2 separate regions of the Gossypium hirsutum genome follow, and region 1 is linked to region 2. The links are chromatin contacts, called in public Hi-C maps. All regions are on one chromosome and are shown on one strand. Each heading gives the region's core, a stretch centred on a gene start, on an enhancer-like site or on the middle of the called end of the contact. The rest is flanking DNA. Distances are from core to core; before and after follow the strand shown. Region 1 overlaps LOC107937084 (glycerol kinase). Region 2 overlaps LOC107937086 (O-fucosyltransferase 13).

The links. A called contact is a pair of places that touch in the nucleus more often than the background predicts.
Region 1: a Hi-C map of leaf shows a contact between it and region 2, with 2.2 times the contacts expected there. The contact joins two enhancer-like sites. A contact is called at or near these places in 2 of 34 Hi-C or Micro-C datasets (anther and leaf).

What each region holds. Positions count from the first base shown.
Region 1 is chrD06:34,493,084-34,499,081 of Gossypium_hirsutum_v2.1, reverse strand. It overlaps LOC107937084 (glycerol kinase), which reads right to left. Exons shown (of 6, transcript XM_016869897.2): 5 at 5,975-5,998; 6 at 4,918-5,357. The coding sequence ends at 5,112. Among protein-coding and RNA genes, the nearest start is that of LOC107937084, 5.2 kb to the right of the region's middle. Within about 2 kb of position 3,676, at least 6 of the 9 cell types and tissues checked have an H3K27ac peak or open chromatin away from gene starts, as enhancers often do. A contact at or near this core is called in leaf, where this site is marked.
Region 2 is chrD06:34,379,720-34,385,931 of Gossypium_hirsutum_v2.1, reverse strand. LOC107937086 (O-fucosyltransferase 13) reads right to left here. Exons shown (of 6, transcript XM_016869901.2): 5 at 4,952-5,173; 6 at 3,910-4,855. The coding sequence ends at 4,120. Among protein-coding and RNA genes, the nearest start is that of LOC107937086, 4.9 kb to the right of the region's middle. Within about 2 kb of position 3,286, at least 2 of the 9 cell types and tissues checked have an H3K27ac peak or open chromatin away from gene starts, as enhancers often do. A contact at or near this core is called in leaf, where this site is marked.

The sequences.
Region 1 (5,998 bases), core at 2,427-4,926, 110 kb before region 2:
GTACTTCAAAAAGAGATGGCCAAATGAAAGGAGGAGTACAACTGATCTCTCAAAAGATCATGAGAGAAGACAGTAAGTATAACTTTGTCCCTTTTGTTGTAAAATATTATTGGTGTAGTTCAAAAGATCATGAGGGTTTCTGATGTCCAATTAAATATCCAACTAGAGAAGACAGTAAGTATGACTTTGTGCCTTCTGTTGACTCTTACTTTAGTGGAAAAAGATTTGGGATGGTGAACTTTGTGAACCAGAAAAGAATGATAATGAGAATTTTTTCCTTGAATCTATGGAGTTAGATGAGATAGATACGTCATGTTCTCCTACTGAAATACATGGTATTAAATTGAATATTCATAATACTTGTAAGGGGGATATGGGAAGTGAGGAAAAATCATATGAAAAGATCGAGAGAAAAGAGACCTTGAGTGATAAAAGTCTACTTAATGGTCCACTTTTGGTGAGTGAAAATACATATGAGGTAAAATTGGAGAGTTCTTGGGTGGAAAAAGAAAATGAAAAGCAAGAAAATACCCATACAAAAGTGATGAATGCTTATGTTTTAATTAACCATAACTCAAATTTGTTTAGTGGTGTTTCTTTGTTACAGGATTTCAAGGATCCATTGACGAGCTTCCAATTACATTACTCTACCATTGATAGAAGATTTTACTTGTAGGAGAGAGGTAAGTTACATTACTCTACCATTGATAGAAGATTTTACTTGTAGGAGAGAGGTAAGTTGAACATTTAAAATTCTTCACAAATGATAAAAGGTAAGAAAAGTAAAGACACATTGGACATTGCAATATGTAGGCATACCTTGAATGTTTTTTATAAGTATGCTACTGATTGTATTTTTCCTTACGACGTGCTTTCTCGTTGGTCAAGTTTCATTAAACCTTGGTTTAGAAGTTCAATTGATTTTATGTGTTTATCTAGGTTTGTAAAGTGTACTTTTGTTGCATTCAATAGGTTTATTACAAAATCTTACGCATTTGATCTTGCAACAACATTTTCTACCTTAGACTTTAACGATGAATTTTTACATAATAATCTTAACCTTCTTGACTTTTATTATTATGTGAAATTCTTGAATCATCGTTGAAAATTCTTATGGATGATCATGCATATTCAAAGAAAGTTACAGGTTATTTTTTACTTGAACACTCATGTGCCTAACATTTATTGTTTAGTGTTGGTCGTTTGTTTTTGAAGGATTTGGGGGATCATGTCTTTGATCCTTAAGATAGTTTTGGTGCACAAGAAAGCTTAGGTAAATATTTGTTTTCTTTTTCTATAGCTAAAGATCCGAGAACAAATCTTCTTAAGGAATGGGGGAATGATGCGAGTCTCAAATCCCAATTTTAGGCCCATGGATGTGATGGGCTTACACTACCTCAAGGCCCAACAACAAGGTCAAAGGCCAAGCAAATCAAATCAAGATTTGATCAAATACAATATTTGAGGATGAATCTTTTTTAGGAAACAAGGAATGATACGTGCACGGAATGGGTGAAAATTATTAAAATCAATTCAACCAAGCTGTCAATTTTCAAACTAAAAAAGATTAGTCAACTTGCGACGAATTTTTGGATGGAATCCAAACATTTATGGACCTAGATATCTACATAATGTTTGAAGATCTATCTCTTAGCTTCGAAACTCATTTTGAATCACTCAATTATGAGTTTGGGAGCTCAAGCTATAATCTTTTTAGTGAAGATCGCGTGAGCAAAATTTCTAAACGGGATTATTACAGAAACTACGAGTTTTGGGCTTTTTATTCGAGTTTAAATCATATTGGGTTCAAGTTTCAAGCATAATTTTTATGATATACAAGCCCAATATTTTATTTACTAAGTTTTATTATTTTATTATTTATTTATTCCAAATTTTGGATAATTTTTAATTATTTTAAGTTATTTAGGAGTTTTATGTCAATAAGAAAGTTTAGTTTAAAATTACTTCATGTTTAGGGTAATTAAAGTTTCAATGTACTTAACTTTTTATCTAGATGTACTTAGCTCGCCTATATAAAGGTCTCTTCATTGTACATAAATAAATTAATTATTATTCAACAACTTCTATTTTGAGTTAATAAATTCTCTTTGAGTTTTTCTGTTCAAGAATTTTTCTTGAGTTTTCTTTTAGAAGAGTTTTAACAATCTTTTTAGATTGTGGGGATCATCTTCAAACTTTTTCTTGCCAAGTTTTCTTTCTTAGAGAGAAAATTAGAGTCATTTGAAGGGGGTTATAGATTATTCTTGTTTCTAAGGCTCCTTAGGACTTTTACATGTCATGTTCCATCTTTTCCATCTTTTTCATCTATCTTCTTTGTTTTCTTCTTTATTTTCTTCTTTACTATTCTAATCTTTGATTTATTTTTATGTTTTATTTATCTTATTTATTTTAATTGCTTTATTTATTTCTTTTATCTGACTTAGATTTATTTGTGTTTCAAGTTGTGTATTTTAAGTTTATTTCCGATTGTCTAGAGCACTAAGTCAAATCTACAACTAGGACAAAATTACGATCCTGCTCCGCACTCATCCCTATCATTACTATTTATTAATTAGGATTAAAATAAATAATTAGGTAGGGTTTTTTTCTAGAAATATTGGTATATTTTATTTAATTGATTAATGCTTGATTGATTTGGTAAAACATGATAAAATGTCTTCATTGTAAAATATTTAACTTAATAGAAATAAATTATTTATTTTAGGGGAATAATTTGCTTATTTGATTAGTACTAATTTTGATAATTTACTTAGATTACTTAACTGGCTTGTAAATCTTGTAAAATAATTTGTATAAAGTGTAATATTTGCTAATTTGTAGTAGAGTCATTAAAATAAAGTCTCACTAGATTAGTTTTTTTAATGGCTATTTTTTTGCCCAAGTCTTAATATATATCTCTTAAGTACCTAACTTGACTTTACAGACTATATTTAATGTGCGAAACCAATACTTTTAACAACTGAAAATCCCCTTCAACTGCTCCAAACTGATTAGAGGGTATAAATGCAAGTTAAAAACACGTAAAGACTCTAGAGAGATGCATCCAAACATTGAAATTAAGAGAATTCACTAATCTTCTTTTTCTGATTTCCTCCCGTACATAGTCTTTTAAGTGCTTATTGTAATATTGCTTTTATCATTCTCATTTTCATTCTTTAAATGAGATAACACTTGTAAAAAAAAACACGTTCACATTTTTTCCCTTTATAATTAAAGAGTATACTTAAGGTCTTTTACTAGAAAGCCTTTAAGGGAATTGTATATAGTTTCTAGTTAAGACACAAAGAATAAAAAGTTTTAGCTTAATCATAAAAACTAGAAAGAATGTTTTATTTTAGCCTTTGTAAAAAAAAATAGAAATTGTAAAAGTTATAGTTTATCCTTAAAATTATCAGTTCAATACAGTGAATTGAAAAAATTTATTGATTGAAATATACCACTTAGTGAAAGTAGGTAATTGGGAAAAAACTATTGTACGATTTTTTCTCTCTGAATCAAACCTACTGATCCGATGTGCAATTTAGATCTTGGAATTGCTATTCCAATTTAGATCTCAAGCCCATAGCAATTCCGATGAGATTAGGACCCAAGCTCGCTGATTCGAACCTACTGATCTTTCTTGAATTAGAAAGTAAATAATTAATTTTCCCGGGGCAAAGCTAAAGCCCATTTGATTGGAATCTTGGTTACGCGAGGCTAGTTTCTTCCGCATAATTAAGGTTTTGTACATTCGCCTCATTATCACATATTGTCCTTGTTGTAAGGCTTGATTAAAATGGGCCTAAAGAAAGATAAGTCCCTTTGAAGTAGAGGAATTTTGAAAAATATATAGCTGGGTGTTTTTATACAAAATAATGCCATGTATGACAGAGATATTGTTTTCTTTTTCCTAATTTTTGAATTTGGAAATTAATAGCACTAATCACCAACTTCTCCCGTACACAGGATACTATCCCCAACAGTGGAGGTTTTGCCAAATTGGGCAACTGATTTCGGACGACCACAAATTCAGGAGTCCTAAAAATTGTGAGTATTTCCTTCCCTCAATGGTAAGCAAAAGTTCCTGAGCTCAAGGTGCCTACAGTGGCAGCAAACATCCTTGGAAGATCACTCTTACTAATGGGATTGTGACACCCTAAACCAGTCATCATAAGCAGCTTGACCCCCTTATCCCCTCATAGTACATGCCCAATTTGGCCACATGTATGACGAACGTTAGGCAACTTTTCCTACTTCACCATCCTCTGCAATGGTCGAAAAATGTACGAAGGAAGTTGCCCCATCCAATATGCACTGTGACACGATGATTCAATCATCCATTTTAGTGGCAATCCTATATATCCGAATCCAAAACGCAACCCACTTGAGAGCATAATCGGAAGTTTTAAGATGACCATCATAATCTTTCAATATAAGATTACTTGAATTTTAAACCACTGGGTCACATCTATAATCTTCGTCTCCAAACATAAATTAAATTAAATCATCATTCAGAATCAGAGTTTCCAAATGTTACGCTACTCTCATTCTGAATGACTCGTACAAGCAACTTATGCTTTCAGAATGGAAATATATTTCTGCTCACCAATACTTTATTGTTATTATTATTATTATTATTATTATTCATTGACAAATATGCATAATTAAAATCCAATTAAATATCTGATAATTTTACACACGTAACATTAATAAAAAACCAAATCAAAATAATAGAAACTATACAACACATTTAAATACGATTAACACAATAAAAATTAAATTTTTGGCACAATTAGTAGTCCGTGTTATGTTCATGTTTAATATACAAGTAAAACCATTAAACATGACATTTTAATTTAAGAAATTTAGCAACTTCAACAGAGAAACCAACAGAACAGCAAACTTCATAGGGAAATGTTGAAAACTAAAACCTTTAATAATGTCTGTGACTGTCATTGAAGCAAAGCACTGACAACCAGAGTAATACATTCAGCATTTTATTCAGTTGAATATAAGCATGGGTTTTGTCTGTAAATTCAAAAATAAAATAAAACATCTACAAAAGACGAGACAATGGTCACCAGGAAGTCGAAACAGAAATAACTGTTGTATCACATTTCAAGATCAGCCAAACCAAACGTTCTTTCAACAGCTTTGCACCAAGAATCCACCTTCTTCTTCCTCCATTCTACACTTGATTTTGGGGAGAATATGGATGCGGTTTTGATAATTTGTCCCGAAGCAAAAAGCTCCTCTTCTTTCCACACTCCTACAGCTATTCCAGCAGCATATGCAGCTCCGAGAGCGGTTGTTTCTATGTCAGCTGGTCTGACCACAGAACTTCCCAGCAAGTCCGCCTGTGATCAGCCCCGGAAAGGACAAAATTTTATCATCAGATGAGCGACTACGAATGGTTTAGACAAGATCTCAACAAGGAATAACAATCATTCAGCAGAAACATGAAAGGTGAAAATAAGGCACTAAACAAGCAGTCTCTTTGATTATATATATCACATGGCAGCTGAGACTGTAAGAAAAACATTTTTAATCGCAAAACAGACCCGACTCTTCATTTTTCATCAAGTAACCATGTCCAACACATTTGCAAACATAGGTACAGGATTATGCAAATGTAGGACACATACTTATATCGGATGCTAATATCTGAATTCGGGTAACGTTGATCAGGTTTTACCAACAATTATACCCATGGAAATTATCTTCTATATGATTCACTATTTCTCTCTATCCATACATAAAAAGAGAAACAGTCCTATTTTACAAAGAATCCATTGCGCCAAATAAAGAAAGATTGGATAAACGTTCATATGGCAAGTTATTGAGCCAAAATAATATAAGTCATCAAGAACTCTTACCGTCAGGGCTATTTACACGCCAAACTGGAATGCTTATAAATTCGTTGACATCAAGAAAAAAAAAGTGAGAAAACAGTTGATACCAATTAGAGCCTAACCTGAATTTGCATTAGGAGGTTGTT
Region 2 (6,212 bases), core at 2,037-4,536:
CTCGATTCGACTCGACTTGATCGAATACTCACCCCTACTTGACACATGTCACCAACCATGGATTCATGTACGAGAAACGAGTCGGATTGAAATAGGGCTGAGATATACCTTTTGAAACTGAAAAGCGGCAAATAACGTTGTTGATTGGATCCCTTTGAATGATGTCAATCCAAGCCACAACAAAAGTGTCTCAGCCTCTATGTAGTCCACTCGGTCAAAGAACGAACAGTAAAAGAAATTTTCTTTGAACTTTTTCAGGGAAAGTAAAAGCAGCTGCTAGATCCTATACTCAATTTTGCTATAAAAACCCTAACACACATTCGAGATGTCACCTCTTAAACCCAGACTAAACATTTAACCGAATTTGGAAAGCTACATTGGCCACCGGAATGGTTGAAGTAAACTTCCAAAATTTCAAACGTACTTTTAAAAAACCATTTACTAAATCACTCAAAATTTGTGAAATTGAACATTTATCTTTATTTTCAATCACATTTCAAAACCATTTGTCCACGAAAATGTTATAAAATAAACTTCCGTAATTTTGAACATATTGTAAAATTATTGGCTTATCAATTCCAAGCAACTGAAATCAAATGTTTATCTTAATTTCGTAAAACCTGAAAATCTTAGGAATTGAATTATTTAATATTTCATTTGTAAAAATTCAATCATTATTCAAAATTATTTAGAATTTTACTAAAAACTCATTTTTTTAGTATTTGCAGTGGAAAAATGTATTAATGATAGATTCTATTTTAAAATCAAGTTTCATCTGAAATCATTTTAAAATACCCATTTGATCAGTTTTCAAAACTCTAGTGTCATGCAGTCAAATTATGCAAATCAGAATAAAAATCCCCAAAGTAATGTCCCATACCACAATTCATAAACTGAAAACCGTTTTTTAAAACCAAATTTTTCCAACATAATAAACCTTAATATATAAGTTGATCCCAACAAGTTGATTCATTCAAATGAATTTCTTAATGGTACTAAAATGTGGCTTGATAGTAATGGTATAGCATGGTTAAGAAAGGCTCAACACTACCAAAGTATAGGATTAGTAGGCTTATCCATTGTTATTTTCTAAGCTTTTTAAGTTATCGTGTTAGTTGTTTAAAATGCGTAGGTAAAAGATTTGATACGAAGTTTAATGTAGCTGGGAGCTTCGCATCACCCTTCATTAGAGGTTGTTGTGTATGTATAATTTTCGTTATAGTATGGAAATTTTGGCATGTACATAAAGGCTTAGTTTTGAATAATATTTGTAAAATTAATTTGTAACTCGAATTCTTTTCGATTTTCTTGAAGTAGTTTCACTCCACCATTTATCCAAGTGCACATATACCATATATTTTGAGTTTAAATGAGCTTAGAAATTGATTTGTAATGTTTCGAAACCCATTGAGAAGATATAGCCATGTTTTACGGAAGTATGAAATTAAAAATGGTTACAGTACTGCCTAAGCGGCAACTTGGGCCACCTAGGTGTCATCATAACGAAATTAATACTAACTACATTATCACCTGAGAAGTAGCTCGAGCCACCTAGGCAACACTAGAGCGAAAAAAGAAAACAACTAACAACTCTAGTTCTGCCTAGGCTGGAGCTCTGGTCGATGGTTGAACATACCTTTACTCTTTTTGTTTTACTTAATTTCTTATAAAATTCTTTAAGGATTTGAGTAACCTTTAACAAATTAAGTAACTTTCCTATATTTGAATAGAATTTAAATATTTTTTTATAGTTTTATAAACATGTTTTCAAGTTTAAAATTTCTTGAATAAATCAAATGTATTTGCAATCTTACTGCTTCGATAGTACCTTCCATTCATCTCGAACGTCGGGATAAGTAAGTGATGTTATACAATTCACATAAAAATACATCCAAAATTAATATCTAAACTTTCTAAACTCTTTCATAATAAACTCAAATTTCATGCTTGGAGAGTTAGAAAAACATAATTCATACATTGTTGAAGCTTTCTTTCTCTAATTTTCATTTTCTCACATTAAAACCCTCCAAACCTAGGCTGAAAATGATAGAATTTATGGTAAAATCCACGCAATAAAGTTGATTTCCAAGTGATTTCAACAAAATTCAAAATTGAGTGTAGAGATCTTTTAAAAATATTAAGGAAAATGCATGGAAATGAAGATGAAGGGAGAGAACCTCATGAAACAAAGGCTGGTTGACAGCAGCATAAAAGAAAGGTTGATGGGAGTTCTTTTCATCCTTTTCCCATTTAAAATATCATTTGTGTCAAAAGTCCAAAAATTTATAAATGGTGACCGACTATCATGATTCAAGATCTAATTGTACAAGTTTATTTCATATATCAGATTTCTCATTTAAATAATATTTTCATCACAGCATTTTTGTGAAAAGACCAAAATACTCTTATAAGATTAAATTATTATTATTTTACCTTTTATGCTTCTAAGCACAATTCTTTACATCAAATAGTTATTAATCAACTCCAACTTTCATAATTCTTATTTAATGCTTAATAAACTTCCTTGGTTATAGAAAACTACACCTTTATCCTTTTCTTAAAAAATTTACAATTTAATTTTTGTATTTTTAAATCTTTTCAATTGGGTTCTTAAAAATGTTTTTATCACACCAATGCATATTCAACTTATTCTTATATCAATTAAATCGATAGTAATTTGTATTACTAATTTATGGTCAAAATGTACTTTAGTCCTTTAACTTTTCAAAATATACGATTTAATCTCTCTTTTTTTCATATTTTCCTTTCTAAAGTTCTTTCCACTAATTCTCTTATCCAACATCATTTTATCTCATACGAATCTTTTTCCTGATTTGTTCTCCAAATTTTCTTATAAATTCATTTATCTAACATTGGCGTAGTGTCACGTGTTAAATCGACAATTTCGGGGTGTTATGGGATATTTTCTTTTTCAAATTCAAGATGATGTCTTGCAGTGGTGGCTTTATATCACTTCTATAGTAGTAAAACAACAAGAATTTAAGGAAATTCTAAGGATAGTCAACTAAAAGCTAATTTTAAGGAAATTTTAGTCAACACAAAGAAAAACTTAAAAAATCCATTCTGATTTCTAATGGGTCACATGCCATCATTAAATAAAATGTTTAAAGGCTTAACTTGGGCCTTGATCCAACTGGACTTGTAAAATGTAGTTAGGCTTGTATTCTAGATTCAACCCAATTTTCCTTCTTCATTCCTCTCATGCAGTTACTCCAAACTTATTGAGATAAGCTTTTGAACAAAGCCTTCAATTCAATGCTTAAGTTGCTTGGATATTGATCTTGTGATTGGCCCACTTGAAAACTCAAATCCTTCATGTTGTCCAAGCTTAGGAAAATTTTGGTGAAATCAGTGAACTTAGGGAAAATTCTAACATTTTTTTATTTGCCCAAAACAAGAGCAACATACTAGGATGCGTTGCCTTTTCCACAGTTGGAGATAATTAGTATTCAGGAATAGCTAAAGTTGTGGAAGCTTCCACTAAACTCGGATAGTGCAAGAGGACAGAAGGTTGTTACTGAAAGGAGAGGAGTGGTGGAATGTAGAATGGGAGAATGACTATCACAAGATGCTGGTTTAGTTTGAGCAAAATTTTCGATAAATATTTTGAGCAAGCAAATAAATAATCATTTTTATTTGTGGGCCAAGGCTAATGCTATCCATTTTGATTACTATATTTCTCAATATTAAGCAAAAACTTTTGTTTGCAACGTGAAGAACAAATTGGTAGTTTAAGTATCAAAGTTTGGATCAGGACATTAACCAACAATTTGGAACCAGGGTACGATTAGGAAATATGTGCATGCAATCATTTTTGGTGCTCATTTTAGATAACCAACGAATAAAAAAAGGAATGGAAAAAAAAATGTTTGACCAACTAACATTACATTTAATACAAAAGAAAAGGTATAGCATTAGCAATTAGCATATGATGCCCAAGTTGTTTTGTCACCAAAATATGAAGAGTAATGTAGACAATGAGAATCCAAAACTAATCTTCGAGAAAACAATGAACATTTTTTAGCAACGTAGATCCGCTGTTAAAAACTATTCCGTAAGATTTCATACAAAAAGAATGCCTAAAAAATATAATTTGAACTATAATTTGAACTCACAAAAGCAGTCAGACAACGCAGACCCTCGTCCCTTGATGAAATCATCTTCGTGAGCCTTCCATAATGCTTCCATCAACGGCTTCCCTTCCAACCCTCTAGATGTAAATTCAGCAAAAGCTCTTCGGCTTAAGAAAAGAGTTTTGTACAGTCCTTTAAAAGCTCGCATCGCGGCTACCATCTTATCCATGTTTCCAAAGTATGTAGCCATGTAAGAATCACTGTTTATTGATACGCAATAATCCAAGGCAGCTTTTGTGTTCCCATGCATGGTTTCGAAATCCTCACCACTAAGAAGAGCAGATTTGGTAACTACATTGCTATAAATAGATGTTAAACCCTCAATCTCCATTAGTCCATCCCCAGCAGCAAGATAAATGTTTGTGTTCGTCGGTATTGATAGTGCTTTAAGTATAAAGGCAGTCTCATTTGGTGTAAGGGGGCATTTTCCCCTATTTCTCCAAATCCGAGCTGCTTCTCCAGTCCATGGCTTTCTATCATCTCCACGTGCAGCCTCAAGGGCTTTCATCGAGGTAGGTGAAAGGCCTGAGTACTGACATTGGCTATAAGCTACCATGTCTGGTTCAAACCGAAGGTGAAGGGAAAGGAAAGGTTTTGGTATAGCTTCCAGAAGCTTGTTAGCTTTCTTCTCCAATGATCCAGTCAGCTTTAATGCTCTGTAACAGGCTTGACAAAGTGCAGCTTTTGCATACTTTGGGTACCTACAAGATATCATAACAAAAATGTAAATATATTCATCTACGCCATAGTTCTACGTAATCGAAGTCTTGAGAAATTGAGACAGAAAAAAGTAATACCTATCCCTTCTTTGGCTCACTGCTGGTGTGATAGAGACGTAATGATATTTCAATAAGAATGGAAGAACACTTTCAATGTAATCAAATTGACCTTTCCGTTTACTGCAATCCACTCTATGGGGTTCTTTTGATGATATCTCTGGTGGCAATTCTTTAACAACATTGACAAAACCATTCATCTGTGTTATGAAGTAATCGGCATCGAATACATCTGAAAAGCCACTGCTATGAAAGGAAAGAATCGTAACTAATAAAATGGCAACATAAATATATTTGGATATCATTAGACATTGTAACATTGGATTATAGTAAGCGGTTTAGCTACACCCATCTGATAATAAATTATGTATAATAAACAAAAGAAGCTGTTACAATCACTAGAACTATGACTGTAATAACTATGACCTCATTTCAAGCAGTTAATAAAAAAAAGCAGATGAGATATATCCTAATGATTTAAACATAGGTAGTGTTAACAGTAACACATTTGAACATGTAAAAGTTCAGCTTTAATTTTAACTAAGTTAGAGTTCAAGTATTTTGTTTAGCAATTTGTTACTGAAGCAGTTACACACTAACACAGTAGTGTAAGCTTTTGGTGATCAATGAATTCCAGAACTAGAAAATGTTCTCTCTTTCTCAAGCTTTCTATCTTCTTTCTCTATTAATCCTTTGAATCTTGAAGAGAATTTCAACTTTCTAACAGGTAGGGAAGTGTTGGCAACCTTTACAAAGAAACAATAAAACTCTAGAAGCACATAATATTTACATAAAGAATTTATGATTGGACAGTTAGATATAGGTTCATTTTCCTGAAAAAGAAAATTCGGTTTCTTGAACGACAAAATTTGTCCACTCCAGCTTCAATAATAAAGCTTTAATTAAATTCTTCCCCATTTCAGTAGTTCAGCAGTTCAGGAACTCAAAGTCAAGCGACATGTGAGCCACTACTAAGTTCATCTCTTGGCAACTAACAACAAATTCTCAAAAGAGAATAATACAAGCATTTATCAAACCTAACCACAAACATAAATTTGACAAAGGAAAAGCAAATTATAGAACAGAGCCAGCATAAGCGTCCGGAGGATGGGAAGACATGACTAGTAACACTAATCCCCATGACTACCATTATATTACAGTCAATCAGATGATGTGTAGGTTCTCATTTTGCTCTTCTTTTTTTTCCTGTGTAATCTTAACTTCAATAAGTAAATTACAATTAGTAGAATTATCTCATAGGGTATTCACTACAAGCACTATA